2 separate regions of the Pan troglodytes genome follow, and region 2 is linked to region 1. A link is a contact called in public capture Hi-C data. All regions are on one chromosome and are shown on one strand. The core of a region is the stretch at or near the end of the contact, and the rest is flanking DNA. Distances in the headings are between cores, read along the strand shown.

The links. Capture Hi-C pulls out chosen DNA fragments and counts their contacts.
Region 2: a capture Hi-C map of stem cell-derived neural stem cells shows a contact between it and region 1, with 2.8 times the contacts expected there. The contact joins two enhancer-like sites. A contact is called at or near these places in 4 of 7 Hi-C or Micro-C datasets (blood, induced pluripotent stem cells and stem cell-derived neural progenitor cells) and 1 of 1 other capture datasets (stem cell-derived neural stem cells).

Annotation. Positions count from the first base shown.
Region 1 is chr19:29,596,077-29,603,337 of NHGRI_mPanTro3-v2.0_pri, forward strand. ARHGAP23 (Rho GTPase activating protein 23) reads right to left here. Exons shown (of 24, transcript XM_054671613.2): 18 at 6,445-6,518; 19 at 6,070-6,159; 20 at 5,093-5,218. It overlaps LOC129137766 (a long non-coding RNA gene), which reads left to right. Exons shown (of 2, transcript XR_008540551.1): 2 at 1,528-2,026. Among named protein-coding and RNA genes, the nearest start is that of ARHGAP23, 75 kb to the right of the region's middle. Within about 2 kb of position 4,430, at least 2 of the 24 cell types and tissues checked have an H3K27ac peak or open chromatin away from gene starts, as enhancers often do. A contact at or near this core is called in stem cell-derived neural stem cells, where this site is marked.
Region 2 is chr19:29,654,749-29,662,009 of NHGRI_mPanTro3-v2.0_pri, forward strand. All of the region lies in intron 1 of ARHGAP23 (Rho GTPase activating protein 23), which reads right to left. Among named protein-coding and RNA genes, the nearest start is that of ARHGAP23, 16 kb to the right of the region's middle. Within about 2 kb of position 3,478, at least 6 of the 24 cell types and tissues checked have an H3K27ac peak or open chromatin away from gene starts, as enhancers often do. A contact at or near this core is called in stem cell-derived neural stem cells, where this site is marked.

The DNA of each region.
Region 1 (7,261 bases), core at 3,180-5,679:
CTGGCCTTGAAATAAAGCTATCCTGAGACATCAGAAAATTTACTACACAAAGACTCTCTTAACTGAATACTTGAGCAAGTAAAGAGATGACCTTCGGCAAGCTCCAAGAAATAACTAAGGCCCTTTTGGCTTTTATTGTATTTATGTATTTATTTTTGAGATAGGGTCTCTCGCTGTTATCCAGGTTGGAATGCTGTGGCATGATCCTAGCTCACTGTACCCTTGAACTCCTGGGCTCAAGAGATTCTCCCACCTCAGCCTCCTGAATAGCTGGGACTACAGGCATGTGCCACCTTGCACAGCTAATTTTAAAAAAAAAATTGTAGATTTTGGGATTACAAGCATGAGCCACTGCACCCTACCACTTTTGGCTTTTAGATGTGGTGGAAGGAAGACACAGAAACTGATAAGCATTAGAAATTGACAGTGACAGGCCGGGTGCAGTGACTCACACCTGTAATCCCAGCACTTTGGGAGGCTGAGGCGGGCGGATCACCTGAGGTCAGGAGTTTGAGACCAACCTGGCCAACATGGTGAAACCCCATCTCTACTAAAAATATAAAAATTAGCTGGGCATGGTTGTGCGCACCTGTAATCCCAGCTACTCAGGAGGGTGAGGTGGGGGAATCGCTTGAACCCGGGAGGCAGAGGTTGCAGTGAGCTGAGGTCGCACCACTGTACTCCAGCCTGGACAACAAGAGTGAAACTCCATCTCAAAAAAAATAAATGAATAAAAATTAAGGCAATTACCCTTTACCCCCCTCAACACCTATGAAAGAAGAGGAACAGGCAATTTATAATCTCATTATGTAGACTTAAAACACACAAAGAATATTATATATATTTAAGGATAGCCATGCATTTACAATAAGTGGAAGGTGTCCTGGAAGGACACATATTAGCCTATTAAGAGTGGGCACCTAGGGGAATGAAGAGGGGAAACAAGGGGACTTGCCTGAGCATACGCCATGAGCCTCAGTTATTATCGCTCATGATCTGACATGTGATTAACTCAAACAGCACAGGAAGGCCAGAAGGGAAAGAAGAAAGAGATAGAAGAGAAGAGAGCAAAGGAAGATAAGAAAAATGCAAGCTCTGGCCGGGCACAGTGGCTCACACCTATAGTCCCAGCACTTTGGGAGGCTGAGGCAGGTGCATCAGCTGAGGTCAGGAGTTCAAGACCAGCCTGGCCAACAGGGTGAAACCCCAGCTCTACTAAAAATACAAAAATTAGCCCGGCATGGTGGCATGCACCCATAATCCCAGCTACTTGGGGGTGCTGAGGTGGGAGGATCACTTGAGCCCAGGAGCTGGAGGCTGCAGTGAGTGGAGACCGCGCCGTTGCACTCCAGCCTGGGCGACAGAGTGAGACTCTGTCTCAAAAAAAAAAAAAAAGAAAAGAAAAAGAAAAATGGAAGCTCTGGAGTCAGTCATCTTGGTTCAAGTTCACCTTAGCCAAGTTACTTTCCCTCTGTAAGTCTATTTACTTATCTCTAAAATGGGCATGATGTGAGTACCTCCTTCTAGGCCTGAGGAGGATCGAGATGAAATACTGTATGGAAAATGTCGAGTGCAGCACATCGTTAATGTATAATCGATGTCAGCTACCGCTATTCAAAAGTGTGGCTTCCAGAGACAGGCTGACCAGGGGACCAGGATCGGCCCAAAGAAGCCAGCCGTTAACTCAGGTTGGAAGGTGCCCAGAAGTACTCTGCAAGCCACAGCGTCTACAGGAAGCGCCCAGGTGGCCACGGCTCTCAAGAGGAATCCACACTAGTTCCTGCCACCCTGTTTCTGCACGTGCTGTTCTTTCCACCTGGGATGCCCTTTCTCCCTGCTCTGCCTGGCTAAGTTCTCATCATGGTCCTCTAAGGCAGTTCAAGAACTCCATGACTACGACCCCAGCCCCGCACCCAGGGCCGGGATGGGTCCTTCTGTGGGGCTTCCTTGGGCATAGCCCAGAGCACAAAGAGACGCAGCTCTTACTTTGATAAACATTATTAAATGAATAAATGAATGAGAAGCATCTTTTTTTTATGGATTTTTGTGTGTGTGTGTGTCAGGGTCTCACTCTGTCACCCAGGCTGGAGTGCAGTTTCGCAATCTCGGCTCACTGCAGCCTCCCACCTCAGCCCCCCAAGTAGTTGAGACCACAGACACGCACCACCACACCCGCTGGCAATATTCCTTCTGAGCAGGCTCCCATTCACCTCCGTGTTCCCAGCACGGGGATCTGTCTCTGGCATGGAATAATGACCACGACGAAGAGGATGACAGTCAGTTCTCACACGACACTTAGGACCTGCCAGGCACTGCCGCGAGTGCTTTAGCAGACATTCACAACGATGTGAGGTAAACAGTATTGTCATCTCTGCTTTACGGATGTGGAGACTGAGGCACAGCAGGTAAGGAACTTGTCCAAGGCCACACAGCACATAGGAGCAGGCTGGCCCCAGAGCCACTGCCGTCAATCCCCCCACCCCAGTGGGCACTTGGCAATGTCTGGAGACATTTTCGATTGTGACAACTAGAGTGATATTCCCAGCATCCAGCAGGTAGAAGCCAGCGATGCTGCTAAATGTCCTGTAACACACAGAACAGCCTCCCACAAGAAAGACTTATCTGGACCCCAGCGCTCACTAGTGCTGAGGCTGAGAAACATTAGGTATCGCTGCCTTTGCTGAGTGAGTCCCTGAGCAAATGCCCTGGGTGATCTTTGTTTGGGTTCCATTTGACTTCGTCAACATAGGCAGGGGCTCCTGGCAACTTGCCCGCTGCAAGATCAGACACCCAGGTTTGCTCTCCTCTCTGCTCTGCCATTATCTTGCTGTGTGGCCCTGGGCAAGTCGCTGTTCCTCTTTACCCCTCAGTTGCCACCCTCTTTCCGACCTGAAGACTGGTCTGGGTACCCCAAGTGACAGCAGCACTGCCCTGGCTATGGAGCCTCCAGCCTAGACAGAGCTGGCATGCTTGGGTGGGCAGGCTTTCAGGGCTTGCAGAGTGGGTGGCTCATTCCCTCGACAATCATCCAGGGCTGGTTACGTTCAGATGCCAAGGAGGCAGAGAAGGGAAGGACACTAGCTCAGTTAGCTCTCGGGAATGAACCTCTGAGTAGAAAAGCCCAGCCTGGCTGGGCGTGATGGCTCACACCTGTAATCTCAGCACTTTGGAAGGCCGAGATGGGAGGATCGCTTGAGTCCAGGAGTTCAAGACTAGCCCTGGCAACATAGTAAGACCTCATCTCTACCAAAGAATACAAAAATTAGCCAGGTGGTGTGGTGGTGGCATCTCTAGTCCCAGCTACTCAGGAGGCTGAGATGGCAGGATCGCCTGAGCCTGGAAGTGGGCCGTATCTGCCCACTGCACTCCAGTGTGGGCGACAGACTGAGACTCTATCAAAAAAAAAACAAAAAAACAAAAAAAAGCGAAAAGAAAGAGAGAGAGAGAAAGAGAAAGAAAAGCCCAGCCTGACGTAACCTCAATTAGCAATTTACTCAGTCATTTATACTCCACAAACACTGAGTAGCCACTGTGTGCCAGTAGTGTCAGTGCTAAATGAGACAAACTCCACCTTCTCCACCCTGCCCAGAGCAGGGACTCCCCCTTGGGGCTTTGGCCTCCTTCCTCCCTGAAGGCTGCAGTTCCTGACACCTCAGCTGACCTCAGACCTTGGGCTTCCAGGGACTTCTCCAGGAGCACAGGGCCAGACACCCATTCTTCCCTGCTGCTGCCCCCAAAACACACCCTCACGGGAGGTTCCGGGGCTCCCTGGTGCCCTGGAGAGCTAAGCTTTCCCAAGGCCTCATCAGGATCCCCAACGCTGCAGGGCAGCCCTGGCCTCCCAGACAGCTCTGGAGTGGTGTTCCCAGTGTCCGGATGCAGCAGGCTGTGATCCTCCCTCCTGTGGCTCGGAGCCCTGAGCATGCAGTGAAGGAGGGAGATGGGCAAGCAAGGCTGTTAACATGGCTCAGCTGCTCACCACCTCGCCTCCTTACCCTGGCCCCCTCCCTCCGTCCCAAGCCAGCTCAAGGAGGGACCTAGGAGTCTGGCCTTTGGGTTGATAGCAGGAGGAAAGCACAGGCTTTGGTTAGTCAGATCTGGCTTGAAATCTTGGGCTGCCACTTATTAGCTGTGTGACCATGAGCAAGTTGCTTTGCCTCTCTGAGCCTGTTTCCTCCTCTGTAAAATGGGGGTGATAGGGCCCAGCTTTCCTTCCCTAAAGTGTCTAGGGGGCTTGGGACTGAGGCTTCTCTTCCTCTGACCAGCTGCCAGTCTTATTTCCCCTGGCAGGAGGGGCTCTGTTCTCATCCTTTGTGGGCTGTAACAAGAATTGGAAATGGAAAATCTATGATTCATAATGACATCCGTGTGCACACCAGAAGGCGGCAGTGCTGCCTTAGGGTTGGGCTCTGGAAAACCAAGGCCTCCTACGCCCTCTGCTGGCCACTCTGGGTTCTCCTCCGCCCATGCACAGTAACAAGAACCTACAGGACCAGGGCTGTTGGCATCCAGGAAGCCATGAGAAGGGAGGTGGCCAGCCCAGTACATGCCAAGCACTGGTGCAGGATCCTGCCTCAGGCCAAGGCCCTGTGCCCTGTCCCATCCACCCCTTGTTACCAGGAACATCACCACTATCTCCCCAAAACCTCAGTGGGGCCAGCAGGGAAAGTCACTAGAGCCGGGGCCTCCTGATATCAGGCCAGACCTTGGCCCCCGTCTGCTCGTGTCTGCCAGGACACCTCTCCAGGGGCCAACTTCTGCAGCTGCCCCTTCCGCCCTCCACCAGTAGCACCTTCCCTGCCCTTCCTCCTCTTCTACCTTTCCCAGGCATCTCGGATGCTCGGGGGCCTCTTGACTCTCCTGCTGGGGACACAACATCCCAGGGCAGCAGGGATTCCAGGATCCATTCCTGCCTTGCCTTGAAATGCAGCCCATGGCTTTGGAGGAGTATATACCACCCTAGCAGCATGCTCTAAAGCTGCCGAGCCCTTCCTGGGGCACACTCCGCCAGGCGGAGCAAGAGCGAGGGGCTCAGAGGAACATGGCCTGGGCCCCAGGGGCTGCCGGGCGCCCCCCTGGAACAGGGGCTTACGTGCTGGATCAGTGTCTCCACGATCTTGTAGCGGTCAGGCATGTGGGTCACCATGTCTGTCATGTTGTCCTCTGACGTCCTCACCAGTGTCGGCCCAAAGACCAGGGCCAGGTTCCGGGGTTCCATCTGGGCAGCAGGGAAAGCAGGTCACTGTCAACATCCTGAACTCGGTCCTCCCTCACTCTGGCACCTGAGGCCTCTGTCCCCAACTACATCCTCACCAGTCCCCAGCTTAGAGGGTGGACACCCCCTTGTATGGGCATGGAGATGCTTGATGAGTAGAGCACAGACAAGATTTCAGCCCCTTTCATCCCCAGGCCCAGCAGCCATGAGCAGTGCCCAACCTGCACACCTATACAAGGCAGCCCTGAGTGGTCAGTGCCAGCAGTGGGAGACCCTGCAGTAGGAAACATGTTGGAGGTCCCAGGGGTTATTTTAGGCCTGGGAAAAAAATCCGATCACTTCCAGGTGCCTGTAATCTCAGCTACTCGGGAGGCTGAGGCAGGAGCATCGCTTGAACCCGGGAGGCGAAGGTTGCAGTGAGCCGAGATCGTGCCAAGTCACTGCAGCCTGAGCGGCAGAGTGAGACTTCGTCTCAAAACAAACAAACAAACAAACAAAACACAAAAAATCACTCCCCTCATTTTCCCCACTGCAGAACCAGAAGGCATAAGGGGTTTGATGAGGAAAATGCAATGCGAGGGACTTGAGCTAAGTCGGAGGATGGCAATGCATCAGATACGGGGCGCCGGGGTTCCCTGCCTCTGGAAAGCCCTCAGAAACTCAGGAGATGGCTCTCTGGGGGAAAGCACTGACCAGCATGTAGGAGCGGGGTGGGGACGGAGCAGTCATAGGAGGAGGGCGTGCCTAGAGGGGCCTGAGTTACTGGACCTGCTGGAGCTCAGTGCGTGCTGAGGGCCCCCACACAGTAAGTCCGTGCTTGCCTCCCCCAGACTCCATGCGGGACTCCTCCCCACCTTGTTTTTCTCAGAGTGGTCAGCGATGGTCTTGAGATGGCCCACAAGGAATTTGAGCGTTTCATAGTAGTGTCCTGGGAGATCCCGGATCTGAGCAGGAGAGAGGAGGGGCATGGGGACAGGCTGTGAGGGCCTGCCCCTGTCCCCCGTCACCACCATGCCCCAAAGATCTCCCACTACCATGCCTCAGGGAGTCTGGAACCTATCCTCTAACCCCCGTTCTCTTGTATGGATGGGGAAACTGAGGCCCTGAGTGGAGCGGGGCTTCTCCAAGGCCACAGGGGTCGTGGGCAGCACCCGACTCCCTGCCTCCTGGGACAGAGGTGCTCAGGCAGCTGCCCCACCTCGTGCCTGACAGCACCTCTCTCTCCTTACCAGCTTCCGCAGCGTCCTCATTCGCTCCCGCGCGTCCTCAATGCGGTTGGCCTCGATGAAGTCGTTGTATTTGTCTAGAACACAGCGGAGACTCTTTAGAGAGGTGGGGGCAGCGCCTTCCCCTGTTCTCCCGGCCGAGGGCCCTGCTGGGAGGGCTGTGTTTTGAACTCCTCCAGTTCGGGGGCTCCAGCGTGGGCGACAGCCTCTTGTGTATGTGAACACACCCACCACAGCTGCACTCACCACAGCTGCACTCACCACAGCTACACTCGGGTGTGCACCTGACCTGGGGTAGCCCAGCTGTGTTCATTTGGGAGGCAATACCATCTGAGCTGCATGCTGATCCCAGAAAAGGGGTCCCTGCCCCCGTCTCCAGGACATGGACACCAAGGTTCAGCAGGTCAGAAGAGAAGGGCACCTGGAGAGGAGGAGGGGCTTCAGACAGCCTCCACCAAGGATTACCCCAACTCCCTTCAGAATAAGTCCATGGGGACCTTTAAAAAATGGAACATGATAAGCCTATTCTGAAATTCATCTGGATGAGCTAACGCACAAAGACAGCCAGGAATAGTTTTTAAAGAAAGAGTGTAACGCGGGAGGATCTGCCCTACCAGGGACTGAAACATCCCGAATGGATGGCACAACTGAAGCCGGCTGGCACGGCAGAAAAGGCAGAGCAATGTTAAGGCTAGAAAGGGGGGAAGCGGGCCATATGGATATTTATTATATGATAAAGGCAGCACTTCCAATCAGGGGGAAGGATGGGGGCCTCAACAGATGTCCCTGGGACAAATGGCTACCATCGGGGGCGGGGGGA
Region 2 (7,261 bases), core at 2,228-4,727, 58 kb after region 1:
CACCGTGCCTGGCCCTAGCAAACATCTTTCAAGCTTTGGCAAGCCTCATCTCCCCACAGTGAAGCCTTCTTCCCCTGAGAGCTGGAGCATCTTTGGAGGAGGCAGGGGCTCAGCCATGTTTATTGACAGAACCCTGGGGTCCCCCACGCCACTCACGAGCAAATCCAGACTCCACACTGAATCACAGAAGACACAGAGAAGCAGAACTTAATCTACATCTCTCTGCACCCACCACCCATTACATCTGCCCTCCCCACCCCTTCGTTATGCCAACCTTTGCTTGGATTTCAGGGCTCAGCTGTGGAAAAGAGGGTCTACCTTCCCTGGGTGAGGGGTGTCCTGCCAGGCTCTTTGTTGTCAGAGAATACAGCAGTCACCACAATGACAGACCTAGGATTCTGAAAGACCCAGCTTTAATATTTTTTTGGGGGGTAGGGGTGGGTAGGGTCTTGCTCTGTTGTCCAGGCTGGAGTGCAGCAGTGCAATCATAGCTCACTGTAGCCTCAAACTCCTGAGTTCAAGCAATATTCCCAGCTCAGCCTCCCGAGTAGCTGGGACTACAGGTGTGCACCACCACACCTGGCTAATTTTTTAGAGACAGGGTCTTGCTATGTTGCCCATGTTGGTCTCAAATTGATCTTTGGTTCATGCCTGTAATCCCAATACTTTGGGAGACCAAGGCAGGAGGATCACTTGAGCTCAGGAGTTCAAGACCAGCCTAGGCAATATAGGGAGACCCCCATCGCTACAAAAAAATTAGCCAAGTATGGTGGTGTGTGCCTGATTGTGCCACTGCACTCCAGCCTGGGTGACAGAGCAAAACCCTCTCTCAAAAAAAAAAAAAAAAAAAAAAAAATCCTGGCGTCAAGCAATCCTCCTGTCGAAGCTTCCCAAGTCTCTGGGATTACAGATGTGAGCCACCATGCCTGGCCCAGCTTGAAATTTGATGCTTGGTGACCTTGAGTGAAGTTATTTGCCCACTCCAGGTCTCAGTTGTTGCATCTGTAATTATACACCCCCTTTATGACGGCACTTGAAAATCGATCAAAAAGGATTTCACTATAGAATCCTCAGGTTAATGATAGATTTGGAAACAGGAGATGAGAGAAAGGAGATTAATCATATCACCAACTGGTTTTTAACCAATCCCTATGGCAATTCTACCCAGCTTCCGGCTTTCAGTTTTAAACTCCTGTTATCGCCTTTGTGACCACACTCACTTTCCAACGATTACCATGGTGAAGACATTGGCTTGTGTAGGCTGCAGGTCCATCACCCCAGTCAGACTGGGCCATTTTTACATTAATATTTTTGGCAGGGGGCCCCTGAGGGGTGTTCTGGACTGATCGATGGGCTGGATGCAAATCTTAGAACTCATGGTTCTACAATCTTTGTGGAGACTTTTTGTCTGGCTTTTGGGCGGTAGGAAAAGCAGACAAGGAGGCCCTTGAGAGCAGGGTTGTTTCTCATTCATCCAGGTCCCAAGAGAGAGCCTGGAACGCAGAGCACGAGCAACCAGCGATCACCACTGACAGTGGGTTCGATTCGGCTCCGGCCCACTGGCGGACTTTCCCAAGCCCTGGGCCTCCCATGCTGGGATCAGGGCCTTCTCCTGCCCCCGGCTGAAATTACGGAGAGGGCAGGAGGGGCACTCTCCTCAGCATTTTTTTTGGGGGGGTAGGGGTAGCTGAGGGGAATATCCTCAGCATCCCCAGACCACGTCCCGTCTCTCAGATAAGGCTTTCCCTAGCACTGGGGGTACCTAGGCCTCTGGGCCACTGGAGAAGAAAAAGCTCCCAGTGGGGAAGGAAGAGGGGCTGTTTCTCCCTCATGTTGGCAACCCCAGCCTGGTTGTGTGGTCCCCATTTTCTGCCTCCTACCCTCTCCTCTTGCAAACATCCCCCCGACCATCTCCTGGGCTCTGGACCCAACCTCAGCTGTCCCCCTCGCCTTCCTTGAAACGTCTAGGTGCTGTGTGGGAGGGGCACAGCGCCAAGGCTTCATTAGAGCTAATGAAGCTCAGCTCTGCGATGCCAGTGCACAATAACAGTGCGCAGACAGCCTCCATTGCAGCCTGGGGCCTCCGCCCCCTCCTCCACCTCTCTTGGGGAGGAGCCCAGGGCCACACCTCCAGAAGAGGAAAGGGAGATTTATAAGAATCTTCCCAGGCCAGGCACGGTGGCTCACGCCTGTAATCCCAACACTTTGGAAGGCTGAGGCGGGCGGATCACCTGAGGTCAGGAGTTTGAGACCAGCCTGACCAACATGGTGAACGCCCATCTCTACTAAAAATACAAAAAAATTAGCCGGGCATGGTAGAGGGCGCCTGTAATCCCAACTACCCGGGAGGCAGAGGCAGGAGAATCTCTTGAACCCGGGAGAGGTTGCAGTGAGCCGAGATCGCGCCATTGCACTCCAGCCTGGGTGACAAAGCGAGACTCTGTCTCGAAAACAACAACAACAAAAAATTTTCCCCAGTACAGAGACTGCCATGAGGCCAAGGAGAGATCGGGTTCCAGGGCAAGAAGTACAAACAGCATCAGATTCGGGGGCAAGGTTCTCCCTTGGGCTGCCAAAGGCTCCCCTGTGCATTGCTCAGTCCAAAAGCCTGGGGTGCCCCTTTCTACTTGGACCTTGGGAACTCACCAGCAGGAACCACTCCTTCCTCTCCCTCTTTTCATGGAATCACCGCAGGTCAGAGCTGAAGGGACTCTGGGCACTTCTCTACAACCCTCTTATGACAACTGAACAACCTGAGGCCCCTTCCTCCTCCCACTTGGCATCCATCCTCTCAAGCAATCCTCCTGTCTCAGCCTCCCGAGTAGCTGAGACTACAGGTGTGAGCCACCATAGTCCCTACAGTTCCAACCACACAGGGCTGGCTTCCTTCCACTCTTGCTGGTCCCTTCCTCTCTGCTCTATCCCCTCGGCCTGTCCCTTCTCTAGGCCTCAGTTTCCCCATGAGGCAAATGGAGAGACAGGGAAGGAGGGTGGCCTCTGATATTCCTCCAGCTGAAGCAAAGGAAGATGTCCCCTCTCTGGGTAGCTTTCCTCCTCCTTCCGTCCCTTTTCAGGAACAATACAGAGTTCCTCCACCTTGAGCATAAGGGAGACTCTGTGGGGGAGGTGGGGGTGTCCCCTCCAGCCTCTCCTTCCAGCCTTCGGGGGCTCTCAGGAGCAGGAAAAGCTCTGGATTGCCCAGGTCCCCACCTCTCCCTCCTCCCAAGAGCTCTGAGTCTGGCGTCCACACCCGATTCTTTCCAAGCTCTCACACTTTTGGGGAAATTAAAAAGGAAGAAACAGCTGTTGATACAGGAGCACAGAGCCAGACAGAAGTCAGACAGGAGACAGAAACACTCTCGGGCCAGAATGAACTTGGCCCCTGCCTAGGTGCACCCCCACTTGGGGCTAAGGCCCCTTGCGTGGTTATCCTCCCACATGGCTCCCACGCGGTCTCCCAGCCCACCACATTCCTCCGGCCCACACACCTCCGACCAACCTCCACACCCCAAGAGGCCAAGGCCGGGTCTGTTTCTATCCCTCAGGCCTCGGCCCGTGGGTCTCAGTCATCCCCATGCCCCGCCCCATGCTGTCTCTCCTCCCAGGGATTCAGGCCGAGCTTTGAAAGGGTCACTTCAAAGAGGACCTGCCTTCCGAGGGCCTAGCCAGACCCAGGGCCAGCTCCTCGGCCAGATTCCCAGCGGTTGGGGACAAAGGCCCCACTGTTCCCCGACCCCCGGACGCCCCCAAATGCACTGGGCATAAGAAGTCTTTCTTTCCCCAGTTCCGCTCCTTACGGGCCCGGGCTCCTTGCCACTGGGAGTAGCCCTGGCTCCTCCTCCAGGAGAAGCTGGGGGGTTGGCGGGACAGGGAATTACTAGTTTCCCCACTGCCACCACCATACACCCAAACCCCTTGGGCACCCAGGATAATGACAAAATCCAGCCAGGCGCGGTGGCTCACGCTTGTAATCCCAGCACTTCGGGAGGCCAAGGCAAGTGGATCACCTGAGGTCAGGAGTTCGAGACCAGCCTGGCCAACATGCCAGCCAACATGCCGAAACCTTGTCTCTAAAAAAATAAAACAAATTAGCCAGGTGTAGTGGCACACCTGTAATCCCAGCAGCCCAGGAGACTGAGGCACGAGGATGATGACGCAACCCCGGGGCCAACCTCAGGACCAGTGGCCCAGGCTCCTCTCTGTCCCTCGGCCACCAAGCCCTTCCTGGGCCTAGAATACAATCCCACATTTTCCCACCTATCAGAACCATACCCACCCTTGCAGGCCTCCTCCAGGCAGCCTCTCAGGACTACCTATCCTCTGGGGAGCCTCACAGTCCAAACCATAGCAGCCAACCCCTGATGTTCCCAGAGGCTGGGGACATCTCTGCCTGCTCTCCTCAATGCCCCACAGTAGGAAGTAGGATTCACCTGCTCCTCTAATTTCCTATCATATAGTGCTGATCCCAAGGCAGGGCCCTTAAAGTTTCCTGTGCCAAGCCTTTGCTGAATTCTCTCTAGTGCACATCATTCTCCAGCCTGTGCTTGCCCAGACCTCATTGCACCTCCAGTGATGGGGGCCTCATTACCTCCAGAGGCAGGTCACTTTCTCTTTAGATTACTCTGACCATAAAGGTCAGTACTTTTTACTGAGGCAAAAGTGCATTGTTCTCATTTCTATCCATTGATTTTTTTTAATAATAGTTGCTACCAATAATTGAGATTACTAAATCTCAGCCACTTTACCAATACTACCTCATTCAGCCCTCTCTGTAATTTTGAGGGATTATTTCAGGGATAAGAAAACCAGCCAGGTGTGGTGGCTCACACCTGTAACCCCCGCACTTTGGGAGGCCAAAGTGGGAGGATCGCTTGAGTCCAGGAATTTTGAGACCAGTCTGGGCAACATGGCAAAACTCTGTCTCTATAAAAAATACAAAAATGGAAAAATTAGCTGGGCATGGTGGCATGCACCTGTAGTCTCAACTACTCAGGAGGCTGAGGAGGGAGGCTCACTTGATCCCAGGAGTTCAAGGCTGCAGTGTACCAAGCTCACACCACTGCACTTCAGCCTGAGCAACAGAACAAGACCCTGCCTCAAAAGAATAAAAGAAAACCGAGGCTAAAACAATGAAGTAACTTGTCCAAGGGCACACAGTGAACAAGGAGTACATCTAAAATTTGGACCTCAGCAGACTGAAGGCAGGCAGAGCTTTTTTGTTTGGTTTGGTTTGGTTTTTTGAGACAGGGTCTCATTATGTTGCCCAGGCTGGAGTGCAGTGGTGCAATCACAGCTCACTGCAGACTCGAACCCCCCAGCTCAAGTGATTTTCCCACTTCCACCACCCGAGTAGCTGGGACTACATGCCCAGCTAATTTTTTTTTTTTTAAGACTACATTTTGCTCTTGTCACTCAGGCTAGAATGCAATGGCGTGATCTTGGCTCACTGCAATCCCCTTCTCCCAGGTTCAAGCGATTCTCCTGCCTCAGGCTCCCAAGTAGCTGGGACTACAGGTGTGTGTCACTTCACCCAGCTAATTTTGTAATTTTAGTAGAGACAGTGTTTCACCATGTTGGCCAGGCTGGTCTCAAACTCCTGACCTCAGGTGATCCACCCGCCTTGGCCTCCCAAAGTGCTGGGATTACAGGTGTCAGCCACTGCTCCTGGCCCCAGCTAATTTTTAAATTTTTTCTGTAGGTATTGGGTCTCCTTGTGTCACCCAGGCTGGTCTCAAACTCCTGAGTCCAAGTGATCCTCCTACCTTGGCCTCCCAAAGTGCTGGGATTACAGGTGTGAGCCTCTGTGCCCAGCACCAACACCGTTTCTGTGAGAGGTGGAGAACTGATAGGTGGGACAGGCCCTGCCCCAAACCAGGCTGTCTAACCCTCTAACTTCAAAAAGACAGAATCTTCCACCACAAAGTGATGCATTGAGCTGAACATCTCAGGGCCAGAGAGATGAAAAATAAACAGGCCTCTTGATTCCAAACTTTAGTTTTTTTCCCACATGCTCTTTCCTTAGCACCGACCCCTCAGAACTCTGAGGGAACAAGAGATGGAGGGAGAGCCAAAGAGAAGCCGAACACTGGGGAAGCCCCTGGTGGCCCCTGCCATGCTTCGATGTGGGCGAGTGGACCTTCCCTTCCTCTCTAGGTTTGGCTCAGGCACTGTTGTGAGAAAACAAGGCTTGCTACACCTCCAAGCCGCCTTCCCAAGGCTCCAGCACCCCCACTTCCAAAGGGTTAGGCTACAGGAGTCTGTGGTTTTTGCATACACACTGTCCCATTAGTCATGAATTAATTCTTTTTTTTTTTTAATCTTTTAACTTTATGGCCAAGGTAATAGCATCATTCGTGAATTCAGTCATTTGGTCTACAAACATTCTCTGAGGACTTGCTGTGTGCCAGGCCCTGTGGACACCGAAACAAACATGACACCTCTGGGGCCCCTTGGAACAGGGTTAAGAACATGGTCAACTCTTCAGCTCTGCTACTTACTTGCTGTGTGGCCTTAGGAAGCCATGGTATCTCTTTGTGTCCATTTCTTTTTCTTTTCTTTTCTTTCTTTCTTTCTTTTTTTTTTTTTTTTTTTTTTTTTTTGAGACGGGGTTTCACTCTTGTCACCCAGGCTGGAGTGTAATGGCATGATCTCGGCTCACTGCAACCTCTGCTTCCCCAGTTCAGGCAATTCTCCTGTCTCAGCCTCCCATGTAGCTGGAAGTACAGGCACGAATCACCATGCCCAGCTAATTTTTTGTGTTTTTAGTAGAGACGGGGTTTCACCAAGTTGGCCAGGCTGATCTCAAACTCCTGACCTCAGGTGATCTGCCCGCCTCGGCCTCCCAAAGTGCTGGGATTACAGGTGTGAGCCACTGTACCCGGCCTGTGTCAGTTTCTTAATCTGTCAAGTGGGGTGATGGTAATATACCAACATAGTGGTAAGCACTATGGAAGAAGTTGCTATTATCATTTTTCTCGGCCTCAAATAACTCCTACCTGGTAGGGTAGACGGATATGAGATGGACCATCACAGTGTCAGGGGTAGAGCTGGGCATGGGGCGCCCTGGGAGGCCACAGGCGGGGCTGTTCCCTGGTTTGTACTTCACAAACATTTATGGAGAACTGCTCTGTGCCAGGCTCTGTGCTGGCCACTGGGGACACAGAGATGAACAGGATACATTGTCCACTCACCCCTGCTCCTCCCTGCCCTCCCCTCTCCCTCTTGGAGCCCAGTCCATGAACCCTGCACTGAGGGGGGCCAC